Linked DNA regions of Triticum aestivum: region 2 is linked to region 1. Evidence: chromatin contacts called from public HiCAR-type data. All regions are on one chromosome and are shown on one strand. Each heading gives the region's core, a stretch centred on a gene start, on an enhancer-like site or on the middle of the called end of the contact. The rest is flanking DNA. Distances are from core to core; before and after follow the strand shown.

Region 1 (3,359 bases), core at 850-3,349:
TGCACCCTGTCAGCACCACCACTAAACAGTGGCCATCAAGGACAAACGAATACGTACGTACGTACGCCGGAGAGGCGCCCGATCCTCGCCGCCTCGCAGAAGAAACCAAGTCCACATGACCGACCGGCCGGGCCGCCTTGCCCTTGCCGACTTCCTCGATAATAATAAAGGCCGTCGTCTGTGAGGTGCGTGGCGTGCGGCGTGCGTGCCTCCTGCCTGTCATGCCATGGCATGGCAGCTGCGCTTGGTGAGCCGACATTCATGCATCATCATGCACCAACCTACCAGCCGAGTTTTGGCCCAGAGAAAAGTGCTCTTGCGAGCTTAGTAGCATTCATGTGGTTCAGTGTTGTCCACATGTCATTTTGCAGTGATATGTCATATGTGTAGCACATCACAAGGATGGAAATTGGAAACCAGTACTACTACCGCCGGAGATATTGACGTTGGTCAACAAATTAACACTTCTTGGTCAGGGGGATGGTTTGTGTCTGGTCGCGGTGGATCGTAGGATCCCGTGACGAGAATGAGGTCGGCCTCAGAAGGGGGTGGCTGATGGGTGGCGGTCGGTGGTGGTAGGTGGTCGGCGCATCTTTGGGATAAATCCTTGCTCTGGTCTTCTCCGGAGCCGGCGACGGCGGCACCCACGAACGTCGTGATCTTTCTTGGAAGCGTCGTCGTGGAGGTGTGCTCCTCCTCCCCACGACTTTGGCTCCGGAGGGAAACCTCAGATCCGTTGGGTCGGGCGATAGAGGCGTCTTCGCGTAGGGTACGACTGGGAGACTGGTGGACTGCGACATCTTCGTCGTGGATGGCGGCATCTTCGCCGCGTGGTTTGCCGAGGCGGGGCGCTGGTTTCTGTTTGGCAACAATGATGTCGTCGGGAGGAGCTCGGGTTGCGGCGTGGACTTCGGTAGTCGGTTCTTTCCGGCGTGGCTGAGGTGCTCTCCTGAGGTCACGGCCGGCGCAAGTCCTACATATTTCTCTGGTGAGGCCCATCCTCAAAGTCGGAGCTGTCGGTTGCTTGCACGTGTGGCCATCCGGTGGCATGTGCCATCGTGGCTTCTATGCAGCTGTTTGCGGGTTGGCTTCGAGGTTGGAGCTCTATGATGAAGTCAGAGTCGCTCGTTCGAGGCAACCAGTGATGACGATGACGCTTGCGACTCCTCCGGCGAATGTCTTTCTTCTTTGCAGCTTTGTGTCTCATGTCGGTGGCCAGGTTGGCCGGTGGTGCCAATGTCATTTGGGTCGAGTTGTATCGATTTTAGCCCGGTTTTTCGCCAATTAATTATGCCATTCTCTTCTTCTTAATCAATGAAAATGATAAATCTTTTGCCTCATTTAAAAAAAACACTTCTCTTTTGGGTGCATTGAGCGGGACACGCGTGCGGCACCTTTGGATCGCCCGTCCATCACCGTAGCACGACTAGAGTAGGGGCCTGAGCCTCCCATCCATCCATGAAGAAAGGGAAGAGGGAAAAAAGATCCATAAAGTCCAATGACCGACCATCGCTCCCGCCCCTTCCGTCCTTCCAATGGAATTACGTGGACAGCGACTCCACACCACACCGCCCGGCACAGCACGAAAGCGAAAGCGACGGCTAGCCCGTGTTCTAGCTTGCTTGCACATTCCTAGGCTAGGCCGCAATTATCACGTCTCTGAAAATCAACCTACTGCTCCATAAAACTCATGCAGATTGCAGAGGTGCGTCAATAGCAATTAATTCAAGCCAGTGTCACGCATGATGCTGCCGTGGAAGGTGGAACCGGTTGAAAATCCGGGTGGATTTGGCTTTTGGCACTTGTAATCCGGCACCGCATTTTAATACTACTTACACCGTCATGTGTGTGCATTGCATTTCATGGCGTAGACGGGGGAGCTCACTCATCTGGTGATGTCGGCGAAGCTAGCTGCCATTGCCATTTCACGCCGGTTGCGACGGCGTGGCCGCCATCCATGCATGTGATGTGCGAGACGTCCTGGCAGAAGCTTTTTGGATACGATTGAAAGCGGCCAAATGAGGAACAGTACAGGGACCTGCCGCCTATCCGCCGAGACCAACAAACGCTTCATGGAGGACGTGGACGCGCGCCGCACGCCAGCCTCGACGGAAACCGACCCCGTGCCGTTTCGCGCGGCTCGATCGCCGGTCCCGCACGCAGGCACGAAGGTGGGACCCGTGCGGACCGCGCGATAGAGATGTCCACGTAGGCAGCATCTATTTGTCCATGCTGACTGACGTCGACGACTCCAACCTCGTGGCATCAGCTCATGCACACTCACCTTTACTTTACTTTTGCTATGATTATCACCACTTTGTGTGGTACGATTAGTAGTAGTAGTGTTTAGACAACAGCATGATCTAGCCTTTGTTAGGATTAGTGCTTGGTAACCAAGCTAAGTTATTAGGCCAACTCCACCGCGCGACCCCATTCTGTCCGGCCCGGATCTATCTGGTCCGTTTTGTATCCGGGCCGACCCATTTCAAGCGCAAACATGCGCCGGGTTTGGGTCGCGACGGACGCGCGCTTCGTGCGCGTCGGGGCCGCGTGGCAGGCGGCCATCTACCTCCCACCGCCCGATATCAATGCGCACACGCGGGCGGCCCCGCCTATCATCCGCCCAGCCGAACGGTCGCGGTTCTTCTTAAATGGGAACCCGTGGACCGGTCGTCGTCCACACTCCCCCACTCCACCCCGCGGCCTCCTCGGAACCCGACAAACCCTAGCCTCGCCTCGAACTCGCCGGTCGGCCACCTCGCAGCCATGGGCCTATGGAACTACGGCCGGAAGGGGAAGCACGACCGCGGGGCTGGCTCCTCGTCGGGGCGTCTCCGTGGCTCCGTGAAGAAGGAGGAGCCCGCATCACCACAGTGTCGGGCCGCCGCGCCGCCCGCGTTCTCCATCGCGCCCACGGCCGCCGGCAAGGGCGACCCGCATTACATCGAGGCGGCCCGCCACTATTGGGAGATGAGGACGCCGCTACCCTGGAGCGACCTCCACCTCCCCAACAACTGGCACTTGTCGGCCGACCACGTGCCGATCCCGCCAGTCCCACTGAGCGGCCGTGCGCGCCGCCAGGAGATCGAGCGCCGCCGCCGCCGCCTCCCGGACGACCTCTACTACGACGAGAGGTACGCCCCCGACTCGCCCCTGTGGGACACTTGGTTCCGGAATGAGCACGACATGCGGCGGGCGTCCTTCTTCGCCGGCACGTCGACGGGGCCGCGGCGGCCACGTGAGCACCGAGCGGCTGCTCCCCAGGCGTGCGGGCGTACGCGGGTGCGCAGCCTCACGCCCACGCCGTCGCCGTCGCCATCTCCATTTCCGCCACCACCTCCTCGCATGACAGCGGAGGA
Region 2 (3,536 bases), core at 417-2,916, 300 kb before region 1:
CGATGGCCGCGGCGACGAGCGCAGGGCGCGCGAGCGCGGGGCAGAGGGGAGGGGAGGAGCGAGGCGGAGGCTCACTGGGGCACTAGGGGTTCGGGCAGCGGGGGTCGAGGAGGACGTCGGGGACGAAGAGGAGGCAAGCCGTTGAAGAGGAGGAGGCAGTCCGGCGGGGGAAGCTCCGGCGAGGCCGCGCTCCGGGCGGCGGCGTCCAGCGGTCTCCTCCTCTCGATCCCGATCCAATCGGGGGAGAGGGGGGAGATATTTCGGGGGGGGGGGGGGGGGTATGGGGTGTGGGCTAGGTCACGTAGTGGGGGTGAGGGGGTATAGCCCAAGGGGTGGGCCGACCAGCTGGGTGCCCAGTTGAGCCAAACAGCCCAGGCGGAGGGAGTTTGCCTTTTGTTTTTATTTTTGTTTTTGTTTACAGTTTTGTCTTTTCTTTTTATTTAATTTTCTTTTCTATTTTATTTAATTTTAGCTTTTATAGAATACAAAAGTTGTACCTAAAAGAGCATTAATAATTATGCCACTACCACAATTAGCTCCGCAACTAAAACAAAATAGTTTAATATTTTATCAATTTGAAAAGGGTAGTTAGTTAAATGTTTTGCTGCTGTTTTAAATCTTTTAGTGCACTTAAACCTTTTATAAAATTGTGGTTTCTGTACAATAATTACCTATGCATTATTTGGCAACACCCCAACATTTTAGTTTTAATATTTGAAAATATTTTATTGTTTGCTTGATTTTAAATTTGAATTCGAACCGGTTTCGAACTAACGCGAGATTAGCAACAGTAATCGAGGTGACGTGGCATCATTAACGTGGGATTACTGTAGCCTAACTATCCGGGCGTCACAATCACACTCTTAACGTCTCATTTTTTTTAGATTTTTTCGAAACTTTAAAACATCGTTTCCTTGTGGTTTTCATCGGTTTCCACTGAAACTGTAATTCCATGTGATAATTTCTCGAAGAAAAGGAAGAGGGAAAAAAATCCACAAAGTCCACTGACCGGCCATCACTCCCCCGCTCCTTGCTTTCCTTCCTTCGCATGGAATTACGCGGACAGCGACTCCGCACCGCCCGGCACGAAAGCGACGCCTAGCCCGTTTCTAGCTTGCTTGCACATTCCTAGGCTAGTAGGTCCAAATTATCACTTCTCTGAAAATCGCACCACTGCTCCATACAACTCATGCAGAGGTGCATCAATGGCAATTCATTCAAGCCAGTGTCACGCATGATGTTGCGTGGAACCTGTTGAAATCCTGGTGGATTTGGAAATTTGTCATCTGGCACGGCATTTTAACACTTGGACCGTCATGTGTGTGTATTGCATTACATTATCCGGTAGTCGGGGGAGCTCACTCACTCTCTCATCTGGTGATGTCGGCGAAGCTAGCTGCCATTGCCATCTCACGAAGGTGGCGACGGCGAGGCCGCCATCCATGCATGTGTTGTGCGAGACGTCCTGGCAGGAATTTTTGTATACGATTGAAAGCGGCCAAATGAGGTACAGGGACCTGCCGCCTATCCGTCGAGACCAACACACGCTTCATGGAGGACGTGGACGCGCGCCGCACGCCAGTTTTCTTCGACGGAAATCGACCTATGCCGTGCCGCGCGGCTGGGCCGCCGGGCCCACACGCAGGCCCGCAGGTGGGACCCCCTCGGCCCAGGAGATAGCGACGTCCACGTAGGCAGCCATCTATTTATCCATGCTGACTGACGTTGACGATTCCAACCTCGTGGCATCAGTTCATGCACGCTCACATCTACTCCCTCCGTTCCTAAATATAAATTTTTAAGAAGATTTCACTATAGACAAGCAAAATGAATGAATATACACTCTAAATGCATCTATATACATCCGTACGTAGTTTATAGTGAAATCTCTACAAAGACTTATATTTAGGAACGGAGGGAGTACTTTACTTATGCTATGATTATCACCACTTTGTGTACGATTAGCAGTAGTTTTAGCCAACAACAGCATTATCCATTTAGTAGGATTAGTGCTTGGTAGCCAAGCTAAGTTATTTAGAAGATCAACACAGCTGATTGAATCATGGGTGACTTTCGGTTGGTGGCATGAATAATCATGGACGACTTCGAGGACAATTGTATAAAGCAGCATATCACCACGTACTACCACTAGAAGAGAAAAGAAGACAATATCGCTCAATAGATTAGTACATCTGCCAGTCAGCCACCCAGCCGGTCCGGCCGCGTCCTTTTTTATGACGAAGCCGTGGACTGGCCGGTCCACTTTCACTTCCCCACACCGTCCTCACTACATTGTTCCCTCCATGCCCGACACCAAACCCTAGCCGCGCCGCCCCACCTCACTCACCGCCGGCCGTCGCGATGGGCTTCTGGAAGTGGGTGCCGGGCAAGAAGGGCAAATTAACACGACCATGAGGTAGGCTCGTCGTCCGCCTCGTCGGGAAGCGTGACCACGAACTCCACGCCGGCGGCGGCATTCATGATCTCCCCTCCGGCGGCTCCGGCGCACTTCCTATTGAATTCATGCACCGACCAGTTGCTCCAAAACTCCGAACTGATGAAGGGAGGTGGGCAATATATTTCAACACTCCCTCTCACGTCTAGACTATTTTAGTCCTTAGACGTGGGATCGATGTAGGCCGCAGAATCGTTTTATTTAATACTGCGTTGGCAGGGTCTTGACTCAAGACATCTTGGCTCGGATACCATATTGAATTCATGCACCGACCGGTTGCTCCAAAAGTCCGAACTGATGAAGGGAGGTGGGCAATATATTTCAACACTTCCGACCATACGTCAAGGTGGACGTCGGCACTCCGTTGCCGTGGTCCGATGTCCACCTCCTCAATGGGTGGCATCGGCCGCGCCCGCCTGGAAGAGATCACCCACTGGTGCGCCCACATCCCGCGCCAGTACCTCGCCGACCGGCGCTACGACATCGACTCGGCACTCTAGGACACTTTGTCCCATGACGAGCACGACATGTGCTAGCAAACCTACTTTGTCGGCCATGCTTGTAGCCCGCCCCGCGCTTCGCGTGTGCGCGAGGATAGCCCACCCAGAGTGTGCGGCCTGACGCCGATGCCCTCTGTCTCCCCGTCACTGCCACCACCGACAGCTTCCACCATGACGACTGAAAAGGAGGAGCGGCCGGTGCGGGCTGTCATGGAGGAGTCCGAGATGTTGGAAATATGCCCTAGAGGCAATAATAAAATCGTTATTATCATATTTCCGTTCATGATAGTTTATTGTTCATGCTAGAGTTGTATTGACCGAAACTTAAATACATGTGTGAATACATAAACTACACCGTGTCAAAGATGGTTGAGGTTTCCTAACCATAGACACGAGTTGTCATTTGATAACAGGATCACATCAATGGTAGAATGATGTGATGGACAAGACCCAACCATAACCTTAGCATCAGATCGTTTAGTTTATGTGCTATAGCTTTCTTAATGTCAAATACACATTCCTTCGACCATGAGATCATGCAACTCCCGGATACCGGTGGAATACCTTATGTGCTATCAAAC

What was found. HiCAR-type assays count read pairs that join an accessible place to other places.
Region 2: a HiCAR-type map of leaf shows a contact between it and region 1, with 8 times the contacts expected there. The contact joins two enhancer-like sites. A contact is called at or near these places in 1 of 5 Hi-C or Micro-C datasets (leaf) and 1 of 1 datasets of contacts at active chromatin or transcription factors (leaf).

Annotation. Positions count from the first base shown.
Region 1 is chr1D:52,130,206-52,133,564 of IWGSC CS RefSeq v2.1, reverse strand. No RefSeq gene overlaps it. Among protein-coding and RNA genes, the nearest start is that of LOC123180224, 33 kb to the right of the region's middle. Within about 2 kb of position 2,099, at least 5 of the 8 cell types and tissues checked have an H3K27ac peak or open chromatin away from gene starts, as enhancers often do. A contact at or near this core is called in leaf, where this site is marked.
Region 2 is chr1D:52,431,086-52,434,621 of IWGSC CS RefSeq v2.1, reverse strand. No RefSeq gene overlaps it. Among protein-coding and RNA genes, the nearest start is that of LOC123180225, 15 kb to the left of the region's middle. Within about 2 kb of position 1,666, at least 6 of the 8 cell types and tissues checked have an H3K27ac peak or open chromatin away from gene starts, as enhancers often do. A contact at or near this core is called in leaf, where this site is marked.